2 separate regions of the Rattus norvegicus genome follow, and region 2 is linked to region 1. A link is a contact called in public Hi-C data. All regions are on one chromosome and are shown on one strand. Each heading gives the region's core, a stretch centred on a gene start, on an enhancer-like site or on the middle of the called end of the contact. The rest is flanking DNA. Distances are from core to core; before and after follow the strand shown. Region 1 overlaps Ebf2 (EBF transcription factor 2). Region 2 overlaps Ebf2 (EBF transcription factor 2).

Evidence for each region. A called contact is a pair of places that touch in the nucleus more often than the background predicts.
Region 2: a contact with region 1 is called in a Hi-C map of psoas muscle, with 2.2 times the contacts expected there. The contact joins two enhancer-like sites. A contact is called at or near these places in 2 of 12 Hi-C or Micro-C datasets (Schwann cells and psoas muscle).

What each region holds. Positions count from the first base shown.
Region 1 is chr15:45,644,489-45,652,275 of GRCr8, forward strand. All of the region lies in intron 7 of Ebf2 (EBF transcription factor 2), which reads left to right. Among named protein-coding and RNA genes, the nearest start is that of Ebf2, 37 kb to the left of the region's middle. Within about 2 kb of position 5,018, at least 5 of the 93 cell types and tissues checked have an H3K27ac peak or open chromatin away from gene starts, as enhancers often do.
Region 2 is chr15:45,733,166-45,740,952 of GRCr8, forward strand. The region is part of intron 7 of Ebf2 (EBF transcription factor 2); the gene reads left to right. Among named protein-coding and RNA genes, the nearest start is that of Ebf2, 130 kb to the left of the region's middle. Within about 2 kb of position 3,061, at least 7 of the 93 cell types and tissues checked have an H3K27ac peak or open chromatin away from gene starts, as enhancers often do.

The sequences.
Region 1 (7,787 bases), core at 3,768-6,267:
TGACTTTTGGGCAAATTTACAGAGGATTATAAACAGGGTACATAAGGTGGCTGTACCACAGGCATTTCCTACGCAGAGGCCAAGGCAAAATCCTCCCTTTACCTGCACTGAGCATCAGGGGTGAGGGCAGAAGGGAAATGTCAGGGCAATAGAAACTTCTGAAGTCAGCTTTTCAGTGTGTGTACTCGTAGACTCGTAGACATGTAGACTTGCACAGGGTTATGGCGAGAGGGATATATATTTTCTCCCCAATCAAGGTGATTAACACAAGGTAATTTCAGAATTCAGCCAGTATCTCTATTTTGATTTAATCTTGATTTTGTAGATTTTTAGAATCCACTTTGAGGATATGGAAGAAACCAATCCCTAAATCTCTACCAATAAAATGTCAAATTAGGGATAGAGGCTTTGGTGGACCAATTGGTGTGCCTACTGATCAGACTCTGGATATTGATCAATCTGCAGAATAGAAGCCAAATCCCTGAAGAGCTCATATTTGAATTATATTTCATCTAGTAACATATTTCCCTACAATATGTCATCATGTGATGGTATTTCTCCATATATGTCAATATCAAATTTCTAGATTATTCTCATATGCGTATAAGTCTTACATAATTGGGTAGGTCAAATTCCATTTCACAACCACACTGATGTTCTGAAATTTTTACAGTTGCTAATCATTAAAAGCAGTAGAGAATTTTGCAATCTTTTGGACAAGTGTATGTTTGGGGGACCTGTCTCCTATTTCCAGGGCTCAAAGGCAAGAGACTGCTGAATCTAGAGATGTCATAGCCATGTCTGAGTCTGAGTCTGATATAGTTTGTTGGAGAAATAATGCCATGATTGATGGGGGATGTAATAATGCCACGTTCCTCTGGGAGAGAATTTTACACTGTCTGATTTCGTATCGACAAGGTTTTCTTTTACCTGTGACTCAGGACCGCACAGACTCATCTTGTGGTGGCTTGCCTTGATGTTTTTTTAATAGCAAGTAGGATTGTGATTTTTAGGCACAGCATATTAGGAAGTCCAGGGACTCAAAGCTCCCGAATGGAGCACATCTGTTTATTATTTGTGTGTGTGTGTGGGTGTCGGAAGTGAGACATTCAAGTTCTGACTGGGATTTGCTCTGAAGCTTTTAGGGTTGAGAGCCACAGGGAAGTAAGTAGCTGGAGAGAAAGATGGGCTTTAGACCCACGTGACACAGCGGATGCTGCTTCTCTACCAACTTGATGTTTCCTCCTCGATGTGTTTAATGTAGCATAGACACTTGGCAGGCATTGCCTACAGCTGAGTTAAAGCCCTTGGGTAAGCTGGCAAGAACTCACAGGGGCGAAGTAGATGACAGCAGAAACAGAAAAGGGTGTGGCAAAATGTGGTCTGGTCTGGAAGGAAAAATGAAGAGAAATACAGGTCTCTTAGACAGGCATCCTGTGACTGCAGTGGTACAGTGAGCAGGACGCCTCATTAGTTCCTGTGTGTTTACCATGTAACGGGGACAGAATGTTATTGTGATATCCTAGCCTGGTATCTTTCAGATCATTGTTTCAAGACCCCTTCAGTGCTGTACCTACTAACCTAGTACTTCCCAATTCCCTTCCTGATCTAATGATTTCAACACTTAAAACATGTTTTACTTTCTAATCGTGTATGCATGTGTGTCTGTATGGGGGTATGTGCACGTGTGTACAGTGCCCTCAGAGGCCAGAGGCAGTGGATCCTCTGGAACTGGAGTTACAGGAGGTTCTAAGTCACCACAGATGGTTCTGGGAACTGAACTTAAGTCCTCTGGAAGAACAGTAGTGCTCTTAACTAACAAGTCTTCTCTCTGGCCTTCCTAATTTTTTGTTTGTTTGGTTTTGTTCTAGTTTTCTTTTCTTTCTTTCTTTCTTTTTTTTTTTTTTTTGAGACAGGTCTTATTGTATAGTCCTGTCTGGCCTGGAACTCAATATATAGATTAGGCTAGCCTTAAACTCACAAAGGTTCTAATCCTGAGTGCCTGCCTCAGATTTAAAAAAAAAAACAGTGAACAACTACATGCTTCATATTTTACTAAATTTCCCACTGTCTGTTTTCTCTCCCTGACTCTTATTACTATTAAGTCATGGGGTGGGGATGGGGGGCTTCAGACAACAGCACAGTGACTTTGGCTTAGCCTTAACATCTAGAACAGTGGTTCTCAATCTGTGAGTCTCCACCCCCCCAAAGAAAACGCAAATGCTTACATTATGATTTATAACAGGAACTGTCTAAGAGTCACAGCATTGATGCAGAATAATGTCTTTCACATAGTGTAGGTATCAGTGGTCATTTACACACGGAGCACTGTTTCTCAGCAAAGGCTGGCTGGAGACAGGGGGCTGCCCTGAGCACACGCAGCCTGCTGTAGAAGGAGGCAAGGGTGTTTCCTCTCATCTGTGTTTCACCAGCCACACTTGCCAGAAATCTGAAGGCATCGCAAATGTGGAAAATGTCTCAAAGGCATAGTGTACATAGGGACATAGGGCAGGAACGGAGAGGGTAGCCGTGTCCGTTGGTGGAAATATCACTGCCTTGTCTTCTGACTTTTGGAGTGTGCGTCGTCTCCATCTTTGTAGAGTTCAACTGGGAATGGAAACATGGTGGGAAAGTGGGGGGAGGGGTTGTGTCACATGAGATGCCCAGAGAGAATGAGTGGAGAGGTGAGGAGAGGGATAGAGACAGGAAGGGGGAGAGGGAGGGTGAGAGAGAAAGAGGGAGAGGAGAGGGAGAGAAAGGGAGAAAGTGGGAGAGAGGAAGAGAAAGAGAGGGAGACAGAATGAGCAGAGAGTCAAGTATCAAATATCTTGCTGTTTTTGCCATGGCTTCATGTAGCTCTGGCTAGCCTCAATACTCACTATGTAGCCAAGGATGACCTTGAATTTTTCTAATTCTCTTGTCTCCACTTCCTGCATGTTGGAGTTACCAGCAAACATCCCCTTACCTGTTTTATGCGCTGTTGGGCATGGACTGGAAGGCTTCACAAAAACTAGGCAAGCACCCCACCATCTGGGCTGCACTCTACCTTTAGACTTTTAATTTAAGGAGAGAGAAAGTTCCCTAGCTATTTTCAGTTGGCAACCTTTGGCTACATTTTTTCTTTGTATGGCTTCAAGTCTCTATTTTCGTATACATTAAAATATACTATATTAATATTACTAGTTAAGAGTGATATCAACTTTAGCACACATATTTATATCTATCAAAAATGGGGCAGCCTTCCTTGGAAAGGAAGTTTGGGGAGTTTATCCATGGCTTCTCCTTCTATCCCAACCCCTGCTCCACATTTAATTTTAAGTACAAAATTGAAGCTCCATTCCTTTAACCAGTATTAGTGACCCAGGAGCTCTAGGAGAGTGATATGCTTACAAAGATGTGGATGAAGTAGAAAAACAACCAGGCATGAGTTCCCTGATTGTCCTGGACTCCGGCTTGCTAAGGTGAGGAAGTTGCTGTCTTTGCTTGCCCTGCTCCTGAGGCTGCAGCTCCCTGGGGTTCTCTTTGTACAGTTCCCACAGTAAGGTGAGACAGAGTAGCCTCCCTGAGGACAGGGCTCTGAGATGACCCTTGTCCAGGCATGTGTTTATCCTTGATGTCTATAACCTCTGGGCTATATACATGTCTCAGAAATAGGATAACGTATAGCTTCAAGAAAAAAAAAAAACAAGGCAAAAACCAGCACCCAAATGCTATCAAAAACTGCTACCTTGCAGGGAGGATCCTACTCTGGCAGGACACAAACTGAACTTGGTTCTGTCAGGGGCCCTTTGAGCTGATGGTAACTGTTCTGAGTCCTCTTGCCTCTGTTCCTGGAAGACTTGCTGGGAGGCTGAGCATGGTAACAGTGGCTGTCTCTGCATTGCTGATGTGACATCAATTAGAGGATTATCAGATCACCTGTTTATTCACTATGTATTTATTTATTATTTTTTCTTTTTTTTCGGAGCTGGGGACTGAACCTAGGGCCTTGTGCTTGCTAGGCAAGTGCTCTACCACTGAGCTAAATCTCTAACCCCACACTATGTATTTATGTTCACCGGTGGTTGCTTATTAATATTTATCATTGCCAATTATCAAGAATTCTAATGGTGAGAAGTGATCTGAAGAGATATATTTATGAAAACTATTATTATTATAGATGAGGGCAGCATTTAAGGATGGTCTGTCTCTATATCCATCCTCCCTCCCTCCCTGCCTCCCTTCCTTCCTTCCTTCCTTTCTTCCTTCCTTCCTTCCTTCCTTCCTTCCTTCCTTCCTTCCTTCTTTCCTTCCTTCCTTTCATGTGAACTTACACGAATGCGTTCACATAGATACATATACAAGACACACAGAAAGCAAGGCCGACAGACTAATTTTATTCACGGACCGGTAGGCATGTGGAAGTTTCTGGAATGGACAGGTAAAGAGCTGCTCACTGATGCCTACTCGAGCCCACAACCGGATGCTTCTGATATCTCTACAGGCACCAGAGAATGTTCTCCGCAGTGCTGTGCCCTCGGATCCAGAGAAGGCATTCCAAGATGTCATAAATAAATAAATAGCATTTGCCGTTGTTTATAAATCAATTAATTTGTAAGTTGAAAGGTCACGCAAAATATTTAGAGCTCTTGGAGGTGGCTCTCACGCTGCACCGCTGCGGCCCCGCAGCAGCTGTCAGAATCCTGTACCCCTCTCCTGCACTCAGTCCCACATCACTGGGTATTTTCTGCTGGGACCGGGTGACCGCTTGATTAGTCGCTACTGGGTTTTGTTCAAGGGAGGGCTCTGCATGGTTGCATTTTAACACCTTCTCCACTAAGCAGGAGGCCAGCACAGGGTGCTAAATTCCTGTCTGTGGCTGTCTGTGAAATAAATCTGTGTTGTGCCGTTCCAAGCTGTCAGCAGTGGTTCGCCCTGATGGGCCCCTGAAAGAAGTTTCCTTTTGGTCTGTGAAGCAGTGAGCAGCCACTAGGGAGCTGTCTTTAGCTCAGATTTCAGAGTTAGCTCATTAGACCAGTAACAGTGGGCAACTCTCTTAAACACAGTCACAAAGTTGTATTTGAAGAAGTGGGGAAATCACCACAGCCGTACAGTGCCAATATTTGGTTTCCCTTCTCCAACAGCCTCCACCGGCGACAGGAGGGCCTCATGACCTCAAGCTCCTTTTTCTTCTGGGTTTCCCCACTTTCCCCGGCTGATGTCCAGCCTATCTCATTTTATGAATATACACGTTTATTTGTAAAAATAAAGTCTCTTTCCGTCTTGGCTGGGCAGTATCTCTGATCCATTTCCTCCATTTCTCTTTAATGGGAGTCTCAGCCCACAGTCTCTGCAGCAGAGGGCGTCCGGTGAGACAATTAGCCCACGTTCTGGCTTCTCTCCTTGTTCTTCAAATGCGTGTTTTCCCCTTGGCTTAGGAAGTCCGCAGCGTCTACAGCTATTTATGTGGGATTCATGAAATGGACTCAGTAACTACATTTCCGAGTGAGGTGTTTCCCTGTAAACTAGTTTGGTTTTTCTCCTTCATACTTAACTTGTTTAGCCCGTGGTCTTTCAAACTTTCTACTTTCTGACTCTCTACTCCTCTCTACCCTAGTTGTCTCGTTATCGACATCATCACTAGATTGTACACGACACCTCACGGATTTTAGTGTTTGTGAAGAATCTGGAGACTTTCATTCAGGGGATAGTCAGCCCCTCACAGACAACCTCAGTTGGCAGAGGCAGCCCCTAGGAGTATCCACATCCAGGAAGTCCAGGTTTTACACTGCTTGTTCCTGCTCCGGTGATACCTAGCATTGACACCATTATTTCTGTGTTAAATGCTTCAAAATAAAATTTAAAAAAATATATTTTTTTGGCTGATGGATACTAAGTACATGCTTGCTTTATAACTTGGGTGGTTGTTTATCACAGTGACACGTGATCTGATTTGCGTCTAGTAGTGCTAGTTCTATGGTTCCGAACAGCCCTGCCTGAAGAATTCCCTGGTGCTCTCCCGTAAGGCGCACTGAATCTGCTCATACCTGGCTTCAGCTCCAAGGTGATTTTACTCTGTGGAAAAACACCCGCCGTAACAAAACCCCTACAACTTGGGTGAGCCATGCTGAGCCAATGTGAAGAGCTCAAAGATCAGAAAAGAAAGAGCAAAATGCCTTTTCCTTCTTTCGTGACAAATTCCAACTCCCACTTCATGCCCCCCCCCCCTTTGCTTTCACTCACGGATAACTTAAAAATGGCTCAACTTGAAATTTTCCATGTGTCCAGGCAAAACCCCTGGGATTTCTGAGGATATGTAGGCAGGAAGCACTTCAGAGTATGTAAGCAATCCAAAAACCGTTTTCAGTTTTTAAGCATACTATATTAAACACACACACACACACACACACACACACACACACACACACACACAAGCATTTTGGCGTAAAAGCTTTGGATCTACAATTCATCCATACTCTGTTATTGTTTTTCGTTTTTTTAATTTCTAATTGATTTGGGGAGGTTGAAAATTGGACCAAGACTAGCTAAATAATCCTATGGGTGGTCGATAAACTATGCATTTTCATACAGAGTAGTTCCCCACCCTCTTTCCGTTTTAGTTTCTGAGAAAACAAATGTCCCAGGATAAGATGGACACAGATGATAAAATGCTGCTGATTTAATATTGATGTTAATATTTCAAACACTTAGGAAAAAAAATCAAGTCTCTATTTATATCCTGATTATACTTTTTTGATTTTTGATTTTTTTTTTTTTTTTTTTTTTTTTTTGGGAGCTGAGGACCGAACCCAGGGCTTTCTTGGGCTTGCTAGGCAAGCGCTATCACTGAGCTAAATCCCCAACCCCACTTTCTTGACTTTTATATAAAATGCTTGTCTATGAATCCATTTATCTCAGTGTGTTGCTGGCTAACATGCAGGTTGACGGGCTGGATGCCCCGTGAGGTCTCCGGTGGTCCCTGGTCTGTCTGACAGTAGCACCAGCAGACTGGCTTGTCCTCTCAGTCAGCCGAGGGAACGTAAATTTAATGGCTGTGGAACATGACCTTTCTAGATCCTTCTCGGCTGACACTTTCACCGTTTTTGCAGCATTGCCACTCAGATACAGAAAGGAAAGAGGGTGGAAGGGGAATCTAATCTAGCAACCAGAAGGAGAAAGTGCATGCAGGGCTGTTATGCCTGGGCCCTCGTGATTTTCTACAAGGTTCTTGAGCTTACAAACTAGGAGAGGATGGACGATGTGTTGTAAATACTACTTGGTAAAAATAGACTCACACCCGGGTGTCACTTCAGTCCATCTTGTATGCTATTGGTGAAAGCTGATGTTGACCTCAAAGATCTCCCAGGCCCTGCTGGTCATGATGATTACATTGGAATTGGGGACAGAGTGTCCCAAGAGCATTCAAATATTAGTCTCTGTGAACAGCCCAAATGTAGGACGTTTGAAACTGTTTCACGTGGAAACTATGTGGCCATGTCTTTATTTGCAGAGAGAACTACTGAGATATCTGGTAAGACCATATATATATATATATATATATATATATATATATATATATATATATAGTCTCTGTCTCTATCTGTGTGTGTGTGTGTAATTTTTTTTTTTTTTTTAGTGAGATGTCTATTTTCCAAGTTAAACAAGGTTGGGCTGGAGCGTATCATCCGGAGTTTTTATCTCCCTGGTATGCATGTGCTCATGTACTTGCAAAAGCTGCAAGAATATGAGAAGGTGATGAATTTTTTAGGGGTCTGAGATCTGAATGAGATCCAGGGTCCCAGTGCAGT
Region 2 (7,787 bases), core at 1,811-4,310, 87 kb after region 1:
TTCATACATGCACATGTATATACACATGTGTATGCATGTGTATGCATCTGGTATATATGTACATGTGTGCGCACACATGTATATATACATGCACATTCACATATACACAGGTACACACACATTCATAAACATACGCATGCACATGAACAGTTGTGCATGCACACTCATGTATGTACTCATGTCAAAAGGCTGCTGAAGAAATGTGTTCACAGACCTGAGGCATGATATAATGGTGGGGTGAGGGAGACTTGGGAATGGAGCATGGAAGACTGGCAAATGGCCCCCCTCAAGATTCCTAGCTCTCTGCCAGCTCCTTGTTGCGTGTCCTTCTGACATGCTGAGAAATACCCCAGGTTGTTGATAGACACAAGGTGTGGACAGTCCCCTGTCTCCACCCAACAGCTTATTTTGTTGACCTCTCCTAGGTCATTTTGTGCACCCATAGTTTTGTTTGGGGGCAGGAGAATCTTTCTTGAAGTTTGGGACCCTAAGAGAAATTCTGCAGTCACAGGTCTCTTTGGGTATAAAATTTGTCCTGAGTGTACCTTTTCAAAATGATGAGAGTTAAGAGAGGGGGAGAGTCAGAGTTTCCCATATAAGAAACTGTTCTGGGGCCTTGGTGAAAATGGCACCAACACTCTGAGATATAGGGCCCCATCCAGTCCTATAATCGGAACACTGGGAACACGACTGGGGTTGCAGGGCTGTGGTGAAGCTGGAGGAACAGAGCAGCCTGAAAGTGAGATTGGGCCCCCAAGGCCCAAACAGGTGTTTCCAAAACATTCTAAAAGAGGTCTGGGAAATTCTGAGTTCTATACGTAAAACAGGTCCCTTGTTTCACTTGTGTCTGCTGTGTTTGGGAGTCCCGGCGGGCACCATTGTACTTAATGCTGGTTACTTAAGCGTCCGTCACCTTGTGGCTCTGATATGCAGTGTGTGTGTTGGAGGCACGGAACAGCTAGACCTATAACATCCTGTGCCAAGTCGTATGCGCAAGAGTCAGAACTCAGGCTCAGACGTCTGGTAACGGAACCAGAGGATTTGGGGATTAGTTATGCTCAGGGAAACTGTTTGGCCCTGTTTTCTTTGTGAACAAAGCAATCTGCATCGCTTCATTTAGTCTAGCATATATCTGGCAATTATTGATGTTAAATTGATTTAGTGTTTTGAGCGATGTTTCAGACTCCAAACGCGGGACTCCCGTTTATTTTACAGCTGACTGTGGAACACGGATTCCTGCCTGATGTAATCAGCTTTGTGTTTAACCCGTAAAGTGTAAGCATTGATCCCTCCTCAACTTGCAACTTAATTACTCTCTACTGTGTTCCCCTCCTGTGTAATTTATTCTTTGGAAGTAAACGGAGCCCTTTAGGTGGAGGGTCACCGGTCTAAGCTCCAGGGAGAGGATCGTTCTGACTGAGTAGAAAGACAATTCTCCAAGTGTGGCGCGGTTATTTACTGCGGAGCCGGAGCCGTGCTAGGAACATTAACGGCATCTGCTATTTCACCAGAAAGTTCTTAAAGGTGTTTTAAGTCTTCCCCAAAGCTCCTAAGTAATTCTGCTAGCATTTCTCAGAGGTATTATCCAATTTTACAGGGAAGACATGCGAGGGAACACGCACGAGGGGCGAGAGTGGGCTAGCGAGAGACAGAGAAGTGAAAAGATTGCTGAGACTACAGGCAGTAATCGGACACCATCCCTTTACCCTTAATTTTTATCCTATAGATCCCACTGTCACCTCATTATGCTGTCTGTATGAACTCATGGTGGCAGAGACTGACGTCATATGCTATGCAGGTGACAAGTGTACTGCTTGCTTTGCATTTTCAATGACTCATCTCCTTAGGAAAAAAGCATAAACATTGGGCTCCAACAAAGACTGTAGCGTTAACGGCAAAATTAATCTATTGGCTGACATCAGCGTTAAAATATTATAGCTATAGGGCTGAGAGATGGCTCCATCATCCAACTGCTTGTCACACAGGCATGAGGACCTGAGTCTAGATCCCAGTACTTATTTAGAAAGTTGAACAGGGCAGCCAAGTCCTGTAATCCCAGAGCTGTGGAGTCTGAGACTGGAGGATTCTGGGTGCTTGTTGGCCAGCTAAAACGGCTTACTCTATCACAGACTTGGCCAGACCAAAGTTAGCATATATTCCTATATAGAATTATAAACATAATAACCAAAACACATAGTGGAAGATAATGACCCAGGCCTCACTGGATTACCCAGTGAAATTATGATTATTATTGATAGAGAGTCTTGCTATAAAGCAAAGCCTGGTCTTGAACTTATCCTCCTCCTGCTTTGATCTCCTGAGTGCTAAGATCATTGGCAGTGCCGTCATGCTTGGCCTTTTCAATTTAGTCATCAAACTTGATTTTAAAACGGCCCCTGTCTCCTTGCTTCACCTCAGGACTCAGCTTGTAAAAAAAAACAAAACTTTTTTTTTTTTATGAGTTTAGTATCTATCTACACTGAAGCAGATATGTTACTGGGGGTGATAAATCTGTTTTAAACAGATTTCAAAATCTGGAGCCATGTATAGCATCAAGCTCTTTGTTTAGTGTGACTGTCTTGTATGTCCTGGATGATATGTGGAATGGGTGTGTAAGTGCGTGAGCACACGTGGGTACACCCAGAAGAGGATATTGGGTCTCTTCCTCTCTTGCTCTCTGCTTTATTCTCTTGACACGGGGTCTCTCCCTGAAGCGGGAACTCACAGTTTCTGTTAGGATGGCTGCCAGCAAGCTCCCAGGGTCTGCCTGTCTCAACACCCCAGTGCTGGGTCGTGCGATTTGAATGCAGCGTCTCCTAAGCAGGAGCTCAGCTAGTGTTCTTACCCAGTGGCATGTCCTTGTTTTCTTATGCTCACTCTGACGTGATGAGGACTAATTGTAAAAGGAAAACAAAAAGCCCAAGTGTTTCAGTCTGTCTGATTCCAAGGCCACTTTCTCCAGAAGGAATGGTAGATTTAGAGCAGCCAATACATCTGACTCATGCATGGGACAAGATGACTCCCTTGTCACAGAGTTGGGCCAGAGCCATTTCTAGGAGTGGTTGTTCTGACAGTGAGTGTAGGGAGGGCCCAATGGCAGGTCCCTGGTGTCCAGAGTCAGCAGAGGACGCTGGTTGAGAGTGGCTTTTCTCCCAGCATCGCCAGGCTAGGTCTTGTGCATCTTCCCGAGGGAGTGGTGGCTTCTGTTTCCCATGCTTCCAGGCTTCACTTGCTGCTCCTTGAGAAAGCTGAGCCAGCCCTGTGTCCTCTAGTGAAGGACTGGGATGCTTCACTTCCAGGTCAGCTGCTGACTCCCTAAGGGAAGGGTTTTGTTTGCTTATTTTTGTTTTTAATTTACCTCATAGGGAGAAGGCACAAACTGCACTCCAAACTCCAGGATCCAGAAGGCTCTTGTGAACAAAAGTAGCTCTCCTCGTTAGCAGACCAATGCCTATGAGATCATACAGCCCAGCCCATTCATATTTTGTGTGTGTTTGTGATGTTGGGTATTGATGTGTAGACATCAAGCTAGGCAAGTGCTCTACCACTGAGCTACATACTAAGCCCACTTTCTGTATCAATTACAAATTTGCTCATTTATTTAATTCTCTTCCTTACTTCAAAAATGTTGAAATGATTCTTTTGGTTCATGGGCATTTGTACTTTAAAAGACTGTGTGTGTGTTTGTGTGTGTGTGTACCTCCCTGGAGGCCAGATAAGAGTGTTGTGAACTGCCTGAAGCTGGTATTGGGAACTGAACTCAGCTCCTTTGCAAGAACAGCAAGTTCTCTTATTCACTGAGCTATCTCTCTGGTCCCATAGGAACTTTGCCAGTGGCAGCTAGGAGTATGAAAATCTCAACTGAGTTTTGAGCAATAGTTGTAACTTTTATTTTTTGTTTAACTCTTTCACAGTGTATGTGCATGGAAGGTAGCCCAGAGACTGCCTTAGAGCCCTGGGTGCTCAGGTTCATGTCGGCTTTGATTTCCTCAGGGGAGTTTTTGTCTGAGCTTCAGTTTTTAGACGAGAAAATGAAAGAAACAACTCTAGATATCCACTTCCCCAGAAATAAAAAAATGGATTATTGGTGGTTTCTGCAAGATGATTGCTACCAGTGCAACATTACAGATCACAGGAAACTATGAAATGTGCATATGTTCATACCATACATGCATACATACATACATACATACATGCATACATACATACATACATACATACATGCATACATACATACATACATATGCACTATGCACACATGCTAGGAATGACGCTTAGCTGGCAGAGTGCCTACCTAGCATGTAGAAACCCTAAGTGTCATGGTGTATACCTGTGATTTTAGCACATGGGAGGTACAGGCAGGTAGATAGAAGTTCAAGGTCATCCTCATCCTTGAGTTTAAGACAAGCTTGGGCTACAGGAGATCTCATTGCGTGTACACACACACACACACACACACACACACACACACACACAGAGGGAGAGACAGTGGGAGGGACAACTAAGAACCGTGCGTGTCGACACAGGTATGAAAGTGTCACAGAGAGACCCAATACCCTGTGTGCTTACTAAAGACTGTTTTAAAAACAAAGAGTAGGCAGGGGCGAACATTCCCATGGCGTGTCAAAGATGTTTCTGGCTTTGGTACTAAGGTCTGGCAAACTTCCGAAAGCTAGTAATTTCTGCCGAATGAATAGAGGTGCTGAGACCCGGCAAAGTTTATACAACAAATTGGAAAATAAATGTATGATTCCTCTAGTCTCATGCAGGCTGAGGGGCTGGGGTCCCGTTAGACTAAATATAGCCACGGAACCCTAAACTCATAACACTCCTGAATATTCTTAGCCATATCCAAATGCTTTTGTATCAAACTCTTGACCTGATTTTTGTCCCAGTTTCACTTTTATATCATCTAGGTTTAGTTCTTCTTTAAAAAAAAAAGTTAAATTTTTTTTAATGAAATCCAGTTACCTCTAAGTAATAGAAAAATCTGTTTTACTAAGGGAGCCACAGAATATTGAAATACCTGGTCCTATATTTTTATGTGGTTGGCCAATGCAGTCTAAGGTGGCTAAATGTGATATCCAACCCGGTGTTAATGGCCAATGATAATCCCATATGTACCACCTGCTAGCTGTCAGGGCACACTCTCTCTCTTTTTCCTTTTTGGCTTGAAGGTGACACTGACTGTGGATATGTCTCTATGGCTGGAGGTAAGGCCCACTGTCAGATTCGCCATATGAATTGAGACTGCTGTTGTCATCACTTAAAAACTGCACATCCTGAGTGTGCGAACTGGGAAAGTCAGGGTGGAGGAATCTGTAGCTTGTAAGGAAAAATAAATGAGAAACTGTGCTCAGGAAATAGAACCCTCCCGGTAAAAATTAATATTAGAGAAGTTCCTTAGGAACTTCTTTAAGGGGAGGACACTGTTAGCTGAAGTGATGGCTTTAACTAACCGTTCTATGGCTGTGCTCTTCAGGGGTGCACAGTCTCAGTTCCCAGGAATGACACACGGGGAGCTAACTCCACAGTCAAGACCGCTTCCTCTCAGAGGAATATACTCTCTCCTATGAGTACATAATTTAAGATTTACTGGGCCTAGATGAAGAAAAACATCTCTAAACAAAGCCCCTTGCTCTTGTTCAAGTCATAGGGAGGACTTGAACCCTGTAAGTCTTTTCAACTCTTAGGTGTGCGCCAACAAACCCAGGGACTCTTCAGGAGGAAGCCTGGAGGCCCTCCATTTTACCACTTAAGTTTAACCATAAGCATTTCTCCGTTTCAGAAAAAGAAAAGAAAAGGGAAAACAAAACAAAAACAAACAAACAAACAAAACCACCAGACACACTCATAATCTGAACTGTAAAGAAACTAGCTTCCAGTTTTTCAAAGTAACAAACCAGATAGTTCACAGAAAGCTCTGCACACCCAGATGAGTTTTTATGACTCTAGCTGTTTTCTATTTTATTTTTTAAAGGGAAACCTTTTGTCTTTTATTTAGCATTATTAAACCAGTGTTTTTTCCAGGGAGCCACTAGTGGTGGCACACTTCCTGTCCTCCCACACCCTGTTTTAAGTTTTAGGAACGTTTTAATGAATCATTTAATCTCTTAGAACAGGACTGACCAGAAGGGCTACTCAACAATAGGGACCCTTAGCTCACAAAAATTGTTACAGCCTTTCCCAAGTGTTCCCAAAAGATATATTTTTGCACTCCAGTTAGTTGTTCAAGAGCCCTGTGAGGTAACTGGTGGAACCTCTTCATCCAGATGAGGAGGTCCCAGTGTAAATGGCCCTTCATGAATACAGAGTTGACCTATGAGGGTGGGCCTGGCATCCACCTCTGGTTTGTGCCAAGACGAGGACCAGCGACTCACTTTCTCTTCTTTCTTCTCCACTCATGAGCTAATTCATCTCTTAGTTTGGGTCATTGTTGGTTTCTTGGTAGAAGGAGGGTGTATTTAGTATGTCAGTGACCCTGGGAAGATTGTTACCTGTTTTGAAGACTTCACTATTAAAAAAATAAAATAAAATAACCACGGTGACAGGAAACTATTTTACTTTCCAGGCTGCGTAAGTCTGTCAGGCTGAGTGCTCTCCTAGCAGGAAGCTCTAGAATCGTCCCCAGCAGTGAACAAGCCAAGGGTAGTGCCAGCTTCTACCAGTAGTTCTCAACCTTCCTCCTACTGGGACTCTTTAGTGCAGTTCCTCATGTTGTGGTGAACCCTGCACCCCGTAAAATCATTTTCCTTCCTACTTTGTAACTGTAAGTTTGCTACTGTTATGAATTGTAATATAAATCTCTGTGTTTTCCAATGATCTTAGGGAACCCCTGTGAACAGGAGGATCTTTTGACTTCCCAATGTAGTTGAGACTCACAGGTTGAGAACAGTACCCAGTCTAATTCTACCCAGGGCTGGGGAGACAGAGCCAGGGTGATCAGAATTTCAAAAGAGCCAGGTGTACCTTTGTAACCAGGCTCAAGTGCTTCAGGCTAGGCAATCCTTAGGTTACTAGTGATACTGTTTCACTGTGTGAAAAGCTGAAGTTCTATATTCTTGACAGTGAAGTTTTCCTTTTCTCTGATGCTTTCTTAACCTCTCTTTGGTCGTCCAGTGGGTTCCCCAGGCTGTCTCTCTAGTCTTTTTTTCAAACTGCCTGACCACCTGTCCAGCCTGACTCGGCCTCCCACATCCCTGTTTTGCATCAAACATTTTCATGTGTTCTCTTTCTAGGCCTTGAACTCTGTGGGGTCAGGGACCAAGAAGAAGTTGCCTGCTTTGTCATAAAACTCTACACTTTTACATCTCCAAGTGCACAAAGGCCTAGTTTGGATTTTCTTTTCTAGACTGGTAGTTTGAGGTTTTCTTTTCTAGACTCCCCTGCATTGAAGAGGAACCCTTCACTGTAATCATCACCAAATGGATACAGTACTAATGGAACTTAATTGTTTCCACTAGATGGATCTCGGGTGTTTTTGGCAGCCAAAATGAAAATGATTCCAAATACCATCAAAGAGGCTTCTAAGCCCCCAGCATGCACAGAGTGTTTTGATATACAGTACAGTGTTAATAACATTATCTCATCTAATACAACATACGGTTACTTTAATCCTTTCCCACCTCTCTGATCTTGGAAGATCCGACGGATAGACGGAGAAGAATAAAACACTATATACAAGGAAACAAAGGGAGACTTAGTACCCCATCCTCTGGGTGTGATTTTTTTTGATTGTTTGAGTGCTGGCTTCAAATACACGTACCATTATCAATACTGACTCCTGC